Regions from separate parts of the Pan troglodytes genome. Here regions 2 and 3 are each linked to region 1. A link is a contact called in public HiChIP or PLAC-seq data. All regions are on one chromosome and are shown on one strand. The core of a region is the stretch at or near the end of the contact, and the rest is flanking DNA. Distances in the headings are between cores, read along the strand shown. Region 1 holds the start of VPS4B (vacuolar protein sorting 4 homolog B). Region 2 holds the start of ZCCHC2 (zinc finger CCHC-type containing 2). Region 3 holds the start of PHLPP1 (PH domain and leucine rich repeat protein phosphatase 1).

Region 1 (4,266 bases), core at 726-3,225:
TATCAACAATAAGAAATTAACATTGATAAAATACTATTAGCTAAACTGCAGACTTTATTCTCATTCTTACAACAGTTTTTCAACTCATGGCCCTTTTCTGTTTCAGGATCCAATCCAGAATCCCATACTGCATTTAGTTGTCATCTTCTTAGTCTCCACAATCTGTGACAGTTCCTCAGTCTTTCCTCGTCTTTTATGATCTTGACATTTTTGAGGAGCACCGGTTATTTTGTAGAAGTAGAAAAACCCTCCATATGAATTTTTCTGATGTTTTCTCATGATTAGATTGAGGTTACAGGTTTGGGAAGCATACCACAGAGGTAATGTGCCCTTCTCCACATCAGGGGTTCCATCATAACAACATGACTTATTACTGGTGATAAAAGAGGGGTTTTTTGTTTTGTTTGTTTTTACCGATTCTCACTCTGTTGCCCAGGCTGAAGTGCAGTGGTGTGATCTTGGCTCACTGCAATCTCTGCCTCCTGGGTTCTAGTGATTCTCCTGCTTCAGCCTCCCAAGTAGCTGGAATTACAGACAGGCACCATCACGCCTGGCTCATTTTTGTTTGTTTGTTTGTTTTGAGACAGACTTTCGCTCTGTAGCCCAGGCTGGAGTGCTGTGGTGCGATCTCAGCTCACTGCAACCTCTGCCTCCTGGGTCCCAGTTCAAGCAATTCTCCTGCCTCAGCCTCCCGAGTAGCTGGGATTACAGGAACGCACCACCATGCCCAGCTAATTGTTGTATTTTTAGTAGAGACAGGGTTTCACCATGTTGGCCAGGTGGGTCTTGAACTCCTGACCTCAGGTGATCGCCCGCCTTGGCTTCCCAAAGTGCTGGGATTACAGGCATGAGTCACCACACCCGGCCTAATTTTTGTATTTTTAGTAGAGATGGAGTTTCACCATGTTGGCCAGGCTGGTCTCAAACTCCTGACCTCAAGTGATCCACCCACCTCGGCCTCCCAAAGTGCTGGGATTACAGGCTTGAGTCACCGCGCCCGGCCCATCTTTGCTTAAATTATAAACTCAGTTTCTCCCACAGTTAGTTCAGCCTATGCCCAGGAATGTACAAGGACAGCTTGGAGGTTAAAAGTAAGATAGAGTTGGTTAAGTTAGATCTCTTTCACTGTCTCAGTCATCATTTTGCGAAGGCAATTTCACAAGTGGGAAGAAAGGACTGGTAGATGCAGGGCAGAGAGAGGGCTCTGTGCTTTGAGTCTGGATGATACAGATTTGGCAATACTATTCTAAGGAGAGACCAGAGAAAGAAGTTTAGGGTAGAAGGTAATTAATTTGAGTATGTTGAATTTGTCTTGCAGAAAAAGCCTGTGAAGGAAACCTCTGAGAGGCTGTTGTAAATGCTGGGCAGGGGATGGGGTGGGTCTAGAGATCCAGATTTGAAGCGATTTCTAGTCTATTGATAGCTGAAGCTCAAGAAGAGAGTAAGATGAGCAGAGGTGAAGAAAGAGAGAAGAGGACATCAGACTCTTGAGTAAATTCAGCTTAAGCTCAGGGACAAGTAAGAAAGGGAGACAGTGAAGGAGGCAGAGAAGGAATATTGGGAAGCTGGACAAACAAGAACTGGGTAGTTGACAATACCAATGAAGAGGGAGGAGGAGAGGACTTTAATTCTTTCGGAGATGCCAGATGAGAAAAAAATTAAGAAATGAGTGAGAAAAAAATGATGGAGTGATTAAACATCTATGTTGCTTTCCTTTGAGAATGTTAACTATGAAAAGAAGAAAAGGGCTGCAAACCATAGGAAGGCTGAGAAAGGGTTTTACCTTGGTTCTGCCTCTAATCCCTGACGCATTCAACCTCCTCAAGCCATTTGCTTGTAAACATAACTGGCATAAATAATATCTGATATGCCCATTTCACAGGACAAGTGCTTCCCTCTCAGACCATATACTCGAGGACAGCGGCCGTCCACGCCTTATTTACATTCATCTTCCCAACACAACAGTCATTTGGAAGATGCCGAGTGGCGTGGGAAGAACAAGCAGCAACGAGCGCCGACCCGCCCGCGGCCTGACTGGTAGCGCACGGCTGTGCGGCCGCCTCACCGCGCACTCCCTCCTGAATTATTCACCACCGAGACGAGGACGGTGATCGCCCCCATTCCACGGAGGACACGGAGTGAAGAAGGCGCAATCACAGGCCCAAAGCCCCCAGTCGGCGGGTCCTGGAAATGGATGACTTTTTCACTCAAAAGCTACGAGGCAACAAAGCATGTGGATGAGGAGGGAAGGGAGCCAGGGCCAATAATTCATCTCAAAGTAAAAGACATCCCCGGGGGTGGGGAACAAACAAACAAACAACAAAACCCGGCTCTGTGCTTCCGCGCTTGCGCTCTCCTAGGTCGGCCAGGCTGCCGCCCCGCGCCTATGCCAGAGTCTCAGTGCGCCTGCGCCGAGCCCGACTTCCGCCAGGGCTCGATTGGCTTCCAGGCTACTTCTGCCGGCCCAGGGAGGGCCTGCGCTGTGGCTAGAGAAGGGAGTCTGGTGACTGGGTGCGCGTGCTGATGACGAAATCGGAAGTGCCCGGAGCAGAGGCGGGACCAGAACCTAGAGGGGCTCGGGATTGCGGAAGTTTGGTGGGGAGGGTCGGAGCTCTGGTGGAGTGTTGTCTAAAACAAGTTCCGGAAGGGAGGCTGCCCTTCGCGGTCCGAGCACCACCGGCCTCCCCAGTTTGAGGGCTGTTACCCCGTGCGCGCTTCGACGTTGCTGCTGTTGGCTCTCCTCGCCCCTCGTTCCCTTGGGAACCGCCTGGGAACTCCGCCATGTCATCCACTTCGCCCAACCTCCAGGTATCATTGCTCATCTCCCGTCCCCCTAGGGAACTGGGATCGAGAGGAGGCGCGAGAAGCGGGTGGGGGGCGGGGAGAAGGGAGGAAGCGGCCGCGCCTGTGGTCGAGGCGCAGGAGGGCGGGTCCGGGGACCTGCAGCAGGTGGGAGAGGGGCCCGTTTTCCAACGGAAAGGTCGTTTCTGGCCCGCTCTTGGGGTCTCCCGAGCTACTGGCTTTGTGAGACTCTTCACTTTTGTTGAGACTTCCCGCTTCCAAACCAGCCAAGATCTGGGCAGGTTTCTCCAATCAGGGTTAAGGGAGAAAGAAAGAACGTAATTTTTGCAAAGCCCTATTCTGGACCAGTTGAAAATAGGGTGGTCATAGTTCGGTCTTAGTTTCTCAAGCTGACAGCAGACCCCTTCATTCTGAGCTGTCAGGTGAGTAGAGATATGGGAACAGACCAAGAATCTGAGATTACAGCCAGCCTACATACAATCTCCGTGAAGTCATTGAATTTATGTGCACACTCCTGTGGCTCCCAGATTGTAGTGTGTAAGATCGAGGAGTATTCTTAAACCTCTGTGTGGCTCCACTTCCCCTCCTGTACCGCAATGAGCACAGTGTTTTGTACACAAATCATGGAATCTTAAGATTTTAGGCTTAATCGTTAGTCCTCTGTGGAATGGAATTCGTTCAGAAAAGAAATTTCTTAATGTAATGGTGTCTCCCATCCCCAGAATGGATCTAGGGCTTCAGTGGAGTTTAGAATGTAATGTGGCTTAATGTAGAGGACTCTCAGTCCAGTAAGTCAATAAGACACAAAAGAGTAGCCTAAAATACTTGTATTGAGTCCCCGTCTTGGACTTCCGGTAGTTTGTTAATCAAGCAGTTATTGGAGTGCCTGACAGAGGCATCAAAGGTAATGGAAGAACTCCTTAGCCCATGATAATTGATTCTGAAGAAAGACCACTCAAAGTAGACCCACTTAAACAGAGATTAAAATTTCACACACACATACACAAAAAGAGTGGGAAAGGAGGCTTGCTTGGGACTTTCATCTTGAAAATCGACCTAGAAGATTATGAAAATACTTGTTATCTTTCACAAAATATTATAATTGTATAATTGCAACAATGACTCATTTTGTGGAATAAGTCAAGTGTTGATTTGTCTGTGTTTTTTTCCTTTTCTTTTCTTTCTTGTTTTTTTTTGAGACGGAGTCTTGCACGGTCGCCCAGGCTTGAGTGCAGTGGCGTGATTTTGGCTCACTACAACCTCCACCTCCCAGGTTCAAGCGATTCTCTTGCCTCAGCCTCCTGAGTACCTGGGACTACAGGCGCCCACCACCACGCCCAGCTAATTTTTGTATTTTTAGTAGAGATGAGGTTTCACCATGTTGGCCCAGGCTGGCCTCTTGACCTCAGGTGATCCGTCTACCTCAGCCTCCCAAAGTGCTGGGATTACAGGCGTGAGTCACCG
Region 2 (4,266 bases), core at 696-3,195, 890 kb after region 1:
CACCTTCCCATGGAAAAGTCCTCCTCAAAGACTCACTGGACCCTAATTATCATTAAATTGCTTTCATGGCTGTAAAAAAAAATTCATCTTTAATGTTTGCGACAAGTGTCTTATCTGGATTCTCGTCTACTACATTTTGGTGTTTAAGTAATTCTTTTGGGCAACATTAACGCCTATGGTAAACGCTCAACAAATATCCCGGAACCCCAATCTGTAGGCAGGAATCAAGCCCGTGAGAAAGCGCGTGTGCCGGAGAGAAAAAGCATCCCAGGCCGCGCTAGAAGAGGTTTCTCTCCCCGGACAACCTGCGTTACTACTCATCTCAGATCCATTCGCAGGTCTCTACGTCAGATGTCTGCTGGGAACACAAGCCCTCAGAGCAGAAGCCACAAGGACCCGTACGACCCCTTTTAACTCAGGCACACACTGGGCAAAAAAAGTCCCTCTGTGCCAAAGACAAGGGCAGCTCGCCGGGAGCGCACCTTCAGGACACCCCGCCGAGGGCCCGGCAGAGCCCGGAGACGGGAGGCGGAGCCCCGGCCAGGCAGGCGGGGAAGGACGGCGCTGCCCGGGGCTCACTGCGGCTGGCTCTCGCACAGGTTCCTCCAGCGCCCCGCGGCTCCCGCACCGAGCGCTGAGATGCTCAGAGCCAAAAACGTCCCGACACTTTTCCTCCGAGAGGGGCCCCGGGCGGGGAGCTCCACGTCTTCCGTGGCAACACCGTGGCACGGAAGGGACTTCTAGAGCATTCTGTGATGGCGGGTGGCTGTGTCTGCCGGGGTGTGGGGTGGGGTGGGGGAGTGGTACGGAGCGGCCCAGCGAGACGAAGCTCAGCCCTCTGGCGCTGGGAGCTGCCGGGTGGGGATTCCGAGCCACCTGCGCCGGGCTGGGGCTCGGGCAAGGGGCGTCCGAGAGCGAGGCCGGGGAGGCCGCCGGGGCAGCGATCGCACCGCGAGTCCAGGGAGGCTCCGTGCGCCTTACCTGGGCCCTGGGGCCGGCAAACTTGCACGGCTCTACCTCCACCTCCGCGTCCTCGGGGCCCCCGCGGAGCGCGGCGCGGAGCCTCTCCAAGTGTTCCCTCAGGGTGACCCGCTGGTGGAAGGAGAAAGCCGGGTGCAGCGAGGCCATGGTGAAGAGCAGCAGCAGTTCCTCCTGGGCCCTGGAGCCAAGCCCGCCGCCGACCCGGGGCTCCACAATGCCGCCTTCCGGCCCCGAGCCGTCCTTCTCGGCGTCCTGCTCGCCGTCGCCGTCCTCGCCGCGCTCGTCCTCCGCGCCGCCCCGCGAGCCCTCGCCCCGGGCCGCGCGCAGGCTTTTGAGCACCGAGTCCACCTGGGGTAGCAGGCGGTGCAGACGGCCAGCGGCCTCCCGGTTCTCCGAGCCCAGCAGCGCCAGGTAGACGATGAGGCGCGAGCGCACCGCGGGCTCTCGGAAGTCGGCCAGCGGCCCCGGGTCCGAGAGGCCGTTGGCCTTGGCCTCCGAGTCGCGCAGGTAGTGGTAGTCCTTGCGCGCCAGATCCTCCAGGCACGAGCCAAGGAAGCGCAGCTCCAGCGGGTTGCACAGGTCCAGCAGCCCGCACATGAACTCCAGGCGCTGCGCCGAGCCCAGCACCAGCCCGAACCACTCGTATACCCGCTCCTGCTCGCGCAGCGCCGCCGAGGGCCCCCCGCCGCCGCCCGGCATACCCGCCCCCGCCGCCGCTCCACCAGCAACAGGCGGCCCGAGTCCCCGGGGCGGCGGCGGCGGCGGCAGAGGGCCCCGCGACGGGCCCGTGGGCGGCGGCGGCGGCGGGGGGCGGCAGTCGCGGCGGCGGCGCGAAGGCGCCTTCGCGCCCGGCCGCGCGTCCGCCTCGGGCTCCTCCGCCTCGGGCGGCGGCTCCGCGGGGTGCGTTGGCTTCAGCGGCAGCTTCATCCTCAGCATCCTCGGCTAGGGCGGCGCAGACATGCGAGCGGGGGCGGGCGGGAGGGGCCGCGAGGTGGAGCACGGGCCGAGGCGGCGGCGCGGCCGTCAGGAGCGGGGCCCCTCCATGCCGCCGGGGGAGGGCCGGGGCCGGGGGCGGGTCTCGGCCGGCGAGGGGGGCGGTGGCCGGCCGGCGGGGTCGCTGGCGTCGTCTTCCCGGGCTGGGGGCGGGGCGTGCCCGCGACGGCTCCTCCCCCTGGGCTCCTCGCCGGTTCTGGGAGCCCGGGTGCGGGTGGGAGCAAGCGAGCGAGGGTGTCCTCCTTCCGCCTCCCTCTCTCCGCCGTCCGCGCTGAGCTGGGGCGGCGGTGCCTGAGCTGTTCCCTCGCGAGCCGGTGAGGACGGAGCGGCTGGGTGAGAAGGTGGAGCAGCCGGGCCGGGCGGAGAAGCTTGCGGGCTCCGCGCACCGCACCTCCGCCAATCAGCACCGCGAATCGACGGTGACGTCGCTCTCCCCGCCCCCTGGGGGGCTGCCTTTCTCCAGGAAGCCACGCCCAACTGCTGGCCGGCCGCCTCCCTCTCGGCGGCTTCCGTGCGGTCCTAAAGGCTGGTGCTCGGCAGGAGGAGGACGCGGGCTGGGGCCGTGGGGCGGCGTGAGGGTAGCCCGGGAGCGGTGAGGAGCGTGCGAGGCCCACGTGAGCGGAGGGACGCGGCCGCTCTCACCTTTCCTGAGGGCCCTGGCCCGGCTTTGGACTCCTGATTCTCCTCTGCTTGCCAGCTGCCGCCCCGCCTCCACCAGTGGTGCCCGGGCTGCCTGCGCGGCCGGAGTGAACGCGTCCCGGGAGCAGGGGTTTCTCCGAAGTGAGCGCGCCAGCCCCGGGACGAGCTCGTTCGAGTCCTCACCGCCCAGTGCACTTCCTGAAAGCCGGCGGTGGGCTGTCTCCCACCTTGTGAAACTTTGCCAGGTGTCGCGCACAGGGGACTGGGTCCGGACGCGGGTGGCGGCGCTGGTTTGCGGCCCCGGCGCCGCGATCCCGGGCCGCGCCCACGCCCAGGCTGGAGGCACCGTGCGCAGGTGGGGACGCGCGGCCCGGAGGTGCGCAGCGGGACCCGGCCGGCTGAGGGTGAGCGCTGCTGGGGACGCTCCTAGTCTGTAACGCTCTGTGAAAATTATTTCCTGGATAGTTTAGGAAAAGCCTCTACCTTCCCCGCCCCTAAACCTCTATCTTTTGGGAATCATTGATTTGCTAAATGACATTTCGGTGCCTAACCCATTTTGAATCCTTGTTCTGCTGTGAATTTCATGTGACTGGAGGAATTTAATAAGCTACCAACTTGACAGGCTTTCAACTTTAAAAAAAAAAGTTTTCTTACGTTTTTCAGATTTAGGCTTCCAAGATGTTTACACTCGCACTGTTACTTTTTTTTTTTTTTTTTTTTTTAGCAACATAGTCCACATTTTTAAAACTCAGCTGGATCTTTTGAGGGTTAATTAAAAGGTGGGTTAAAAAAATCTTAAGACTTTAAATTTAAAAGTCCTACTACAGCTATGTAGTAGGAGTATGCAGAAAGATAAGAATCACATTGTAACTCTTTGCGGTGGTGCTGGAACATCTGTTGGGAGAGCATATGCTGAACTCTCTTCACCTCACAAGTTTATGTCCTAAGAGGCTCATTCACAGTTCAGTAAAAGGGTGAACTGAAGCCTGAATCAGTTTCAGGGATGAAAGGGTGAGAGGGAGAACTGTTTTCAGCACATTTGAGGTTGGCAAAATATATAAAAGTCACTCTTTCTTGTAATTTGCTAGTTCTTTACAGTCTTTAGATGTAATTTACAGCCAAGAAAACTATATTATGAGGACTTATACGTCATTGCCCTTTTTTGCTGTCACCCTCAACTACCCTGGGATCTTCTACTCATATCTCATCTGTTCCCACTTTTCTAAAGCTTAGGGTGAAATACTTAGGCAACTAGTAATAATATTAATCTTGCTAGATATTCACAGGTTCATAGTGAGCCACCTGTCTAGATCTGGATATCTAGTGAGCAAATAAATTCTTTACCTCCGAGTTGATTTTTGTTTTATTGATCGATTGACACAGTCTTGCTCTGTCACCCAGGCTGGAGCACAGGCTCAAGCAGATCCTCCTGCCTCAGCCTCTCAAGTAGCTGGGACCACAGGCACGTGACACCACACCTGGCTAATTGTTTGTATTTTTTTGTAGAGACAGAGTCTCACCATGTTGCCCAGGCTGGCAAATTGAGTTTTATATGTGACGTAGTCAAAGGGGCATTTTCCTTGGCAATAAGAAGCCATTTGATATGAACTCTCCACAATAGTTGATGCATACATTTTATACCAGAATTCAAAT
Region 3 (4,266 bases), core at 830-3,329, 700 kb after region 1:
CAGTTTACCTGAAATCCCAAACAGCCTGAAACCCAACATGCCCCTGAGGAAGCACCTTTATGGTTAAAGGTGCTCTTGCCGCTTTCAGAGGGATCTGCTTCCTGTACTTCCTGGTGATTCAGCCACCTCTTTCACATTGCTTTCCAACCTCTAAGCCCTCAAGATTGATAAAACGTGCAGATTTAAAGATTGCTCAATCTAGTACTACACAGACTGTATGAAAAAGCTGTAAAGTTTAAGACAAAGACTCATCAGGACCCGCACTTACTCTTGGGTTGGGCAAACTGACAAGCAATTTGAATCACTCCTCGGTCCTCGGCAGCTTTTGCAACCACCCGTCAAGGCAGGTGACTTCCTTACCTGCATAGAAGCGGATGAGGCAGCCAATCTCCGAGTCCATGCCTTCCTCCTGCACCCTCCACAGCTCCCCAAATCCCAGTTGGAAGAGGTAGTCATTTTGGATCTGCAATGGCTTCTCCTCCGCCTCCAAGCGCCGGGTGGTCTCTCCGTGGAGCTGCACGTACAGGGTGGGCGGCGGGGGCGGCGGAGGCGCCTTCTCCGCGGTCACCCCCCTCCTCCCGGGGGTAGACTGGAGGCCTCCCGGGGCCACGGCTGCCGCTGCCCTCTCCTCGCACGACCCCTCGCGGACGGCCCCGCCCGGGCTGTCAATGGCCCTCGGGGCTTTCTGCTGCGGCTGAGGCGAGGAAGCCGTCTGGGGAAGCGGGAGGGGCTGCGCGGGGTGGCCGGGACGGCGGGGCTGGCCCGGGACCCCCGTCGGGGCCGAGGCTGCGTCGGCCTCGAGCTCTTCCGACGACGAGGAGCCGCCGCCGCTGCTGTAGGGGTCCAACCGGTCAGACACGCTCTCGGCGCTGGGACTCAGACTGAAGCTCTCGGTGTCGGAGACCACAGGCCGTGGGGCGCGGGGCGAAGAGACAGGGCCCCCAACGAACGGCTCGCCGGGGCTGGAGTCCGAGGGCGCTGGGCTGGCGCGGCGCGACCACCCGCCCGGGCCGCCGACGGGCAGGGGTAGGTCGGCGGGGGGCGCGCGCGGAGGCCCCCCGACGGCACCCGGCGCGCTCCTCGCGGGCGGTACCTCCGAGTCCCGCGGCTCCGGGGGCGCCAGCCGGGGGCCGGCCTCGGGGGGCGGTTCAGCGGGCTCCCGGGCGGCGGCGGCTCCGGGCCCCTGGCCCAGCACCTTCACCACGCCGCCGCCTTTGTGGCCCAGCTGCAGCAGGCGGGCGGCCACCTCGCCGGCCGTGGTGTCCAGTGTGCAGAGCACCGGGCGCAGGTAGGTCGAGGCCATGTGGCGGTCGAAGACGTGCACGCAGCCGCGCTGGAGCTGGTGCCTCACCCAGTCCCGGTCCGACGGCTGCAGCTGCAGCGTCTGCCGGTGCTTCAGAAGCAGCGTCTTCCTGTCCAGGCTCCGGGTGCACAGCGACGCCGAGGCCGAGCAGGAGGCGGGGAGGCCGGCAGCGCCGGGGGAGTGCGAGGCAGCAGCGGCCGAGGACGACGACGACGACGAGGCGGCCGCGGCGGCCGCGGACAGATTCCTCTTCAGCCGCCCTCTCCTCAGCAGGAGGGAGTTGGCGCCGCCGCCGGCCCCGGGTACGGGGGCAGCCCCGCCGGCAATGGGCTGGGGCGCCCCACGCCGCCTCCTGCGCCCGGCACCCCCTGCTCTGCCCGGCAGCGGCCCCGGCGGCGCCTCGCCTGGGGCCTCTTCCCGCGCCCCGCCGCCGCTGCCGTTCCCGCCGCTCGGGGCCGCCGGGGTCAGCGCGGGCTCCGGACTCCGGCCGCCCCCGGCCGCCGCCGCCAGAGCCGCCGCGGCCGCCGCTGCTGCTGCTGCTGCTGCCGCAGCGGCGGCCGCCGGAGCCGAAGCTCGGTCCTCCCTGCCGAGCTCGGGGAGTCGCTGTACCGTGGCCGCGGCGGCGGGCTCCATTGCAGTGGGGCTTCGCGTTTCCCCCCCAGCTCCGGAGGCAGCGGGCGGAGAGGGAGGCGATGAGGCGGAGGTGGGAGACGGCGGCGGCGCGCGGAGAAGGGAGAAGCCAATGGCGTTGTGCGCGGCCGTTCCAGGGGATTATGTGGCGATTCGGAGCATTCCGTCGGTGTCTCAGTGTTCCATCCCGCGCGCCCGCCTCGCCGCCACCGCCCCCCCGACACACGCCCTCCCCGCCCGGGTCGCGGGCTCCCCAGCGCCGGCCCCGCCCGCTACCCCCGCCTCAACCCGGCGAACCAGCCGCGGATCTGGGCTCATTGAATATTAATCATGCGCCGGGAGCGGGAAGGCGGGAGGCTGGCAGGGCGGGAGGGCCGCGTGTGCCTCATGAATATTCATCGCCGGCATGACGGCATTCCAGGGAGGAGTGGGGAGAGCCGGGGGATGGCCGGAGGCGGAGCTTCAGGGTAAACAAACGTGACGCGTGCGTACGAGGGCGGGGTGGGGGGCAGTTTCCCGGGAGGTTCCTGAGCCGGCCTCGGAGAGGGCAGTGAAGACCGACGCGCGCGGTAAACCTTGGGAGTTGTGGTTCTCGTAAGGGGATCAGCAATCCCGAGGGAAACATGGTGGACTACAAGTCCCAGCGGTCCTTTGGTTCTGCTTCTCCTGGCCGCCAGCAGCTGGCCGTGGCCAGTGAGTATTGTGCCCTCTGCCGTTGAACTCTGTGCCAGAGTTCTTAATGAACACGAATGCTCATGTTCATTAACTTGTATTTTACCCGCACTCCAGCTTGCCAGATGACTTTTATTTTCCCTACTAATTAAAGGTGAGGGCTTTCAGGGACTGTAAACAGTACGAAGGTCCCAGGTCCTGGTCCTCACCTGCGCCCATTGTATGAGATAGAGATACACACCCGTCACACCACAGCATCACTGGCAGTCTGAGTGGGCCAACCTCACTTTTCCCCCCACTTTTTCAAGACCCAGGAAGACAGGCAGCGTCTGGGAATTCTAACTAAGGCTGTCGTTGAATGTGCTTGTTCGAAGGCACAACCCTAAGTCTGTCCTCTCCCTCTCCTGTATCTGAAAAGGAAAATAGCAAAGGACTGAGGTTTCATTGTCTCCCATTGCTCTTGAAGTCTGAAGTAGTTTAATGACACGGAAAGCACTGGTAAGTAGAAGAAACATTAGAATGGAGTATGAGATGGGCTTTTTCCATGTGTTCTGTCTTAACGTCTTCTCTGGTTTTTTTCTTTCATCATTCAGGGGAAACAAAATAGTTTCTACTGCCACAATGTTTAGTCGTGGTCTGAAAAGTTGTATTTTTCGTCAGTTGAATCAATGTTGTAATCATTGGGCAGTTTACTATTTAAAAGAATGTTGTACACCTTTTTAATTGAATTACCATTCCCCCAATTGCTTTGTAATTCGGGGTTTTTCTTTTCTTTTCTTTTTTTCTTTCTTTTTTTTTTTTTTTTTTTTTGCCACAGAGTGGGTCTGTCGTCCAGGCTGGAGTGCGGTAGCGCGATCTGGGCTCACTGCAACCTCCGCCTCTCGGGCCCAGGTGATTTTCCCACCTCATCCTCCGAGTAGCTGGGACTACAGGGCGTGCCACCAAGCCCGGCTCATTTTTTGTATTGTTTTAGTGGGGGTGGGAAGTCCCTTCATGCTGCCCCGGCAGGTCTCAAGCGATCTGCCCGCCTCAGCCTCCCAAAGTGCCGAGATTACAGTCGTGAGCCACCGCGCCAGGCCCTAAATCTGGATTTTCACATGTGAAACTTTTAAACAGTTTTAAACCACATACTATCTAGGACCTGTTTTAACCTCAATAAAGTGACTAAACTTGCAGATGAAGAGTGAAGGGGGTTGGAGAGAGAGACCAACTGGAACTTACCTGCTTAGGTTATCACAGTTTCATTGAACAAGAATGAAGAAGCTGTGGAGATAAAAATAAATATTTCTCAATGATTTTTTACATTCCTGATGATTTTCTGTATTTTCATTTAAAGTTTCACCCCTTAGCCTCATGAATCTATTAATAATATGTATTTTATTTAAATTCAATCAACAGCAACATATGAAAAATTAGGGAGATTGCAAGTTCTCCCAAGAGTGATAACATTTTCAAGTCAATTAATTTAACAGATAATTACAAACATTTATTATGTACCAGTCACCGTGTTATAGCAGTTGAATAAATCACACACTGTCCCTGCCTTCATAGAGTTTACAGGTTAGAAAGAATAACATTCAAAAAATGCAGCAGAAGTACAGAAGGGGAAAATACAAGGTGCCACAGAAACAGACATAAAACAAGGGGAACTAACCTAGTCT

Evidence for each region. HiChIP or PLAC-seq counts read pairs in DNA pulled down with a chosen protein or histone mark.
Region 2: an H3K4me3 HiChIP or PLAC-seq map of stem cell-derived excitatory neurons shows a contact between it and region 1, with 4 times the contacts expected there. The contact joins the promoter of ZCCHC2 here to the promoter of VPS4B in region 1. A contact is called at or near these places in 1 of 7 Hi-C or Micro-C datasets (stem cell-derived neural progenitor cells) and 1 of 1 datasets of contacts at active chromatin or transcription factors (stem cell-derived excitatory neurons).
Region 3: a contact with region 1 is called in an H3K4me3 HiChIP or PLAC-seq map of stem cell-derived excitatory neurons, with 8 times the contacts expected there. The contact joins the promoter of PHLPP1 here to the promoter of VPS4B in region 1. A contact is called at or near these places in 1 of 7 Hi-C or Micro-C datasets (stem cell-derived neural progenitor cells) and 1 of 1 datasets of contacts at active chromatin or transcription factors (stem cell-derived excitatory neurons).

What each region holds. Positions count from the first base shown.
Region 1 is chr17:73,459,439-73,463,704 of NHGRI_mPanTro3-v2.0_pri, reverse strand. VPS4B (vacuolar protein sorting 4 homolog B) reads left to right here and starts at 1,975. Exons shown (of 11, transcript XM_523954.9): 1 at 1,975-2,808. The coding sequence starts at 2,782.
Region 2 is chr17:72,567,901-72,572,166 of NHGRI_mPanTro3-v2.0_pri, reverse strand. ZCCHC2 (zinc finger CCHC-type containing 2) reads right to left here and starts at 1,945. Exons shown (of 15, transcript XR_010151980.1): 1 at 982-1,945.
Region 3 is chr17:72,759,550-72,763,815 of NHGRI_mPanTro3-v2.0_pri, reverse strand. PHLPP1 (PH domain and leucine rich repeat protein phosphatase 1) reads right to left here and starts at 2,079. Exons shown (of 17, transcript XM_523952.7): 1 at 361-2,079. The coding sequence starts at 1,936.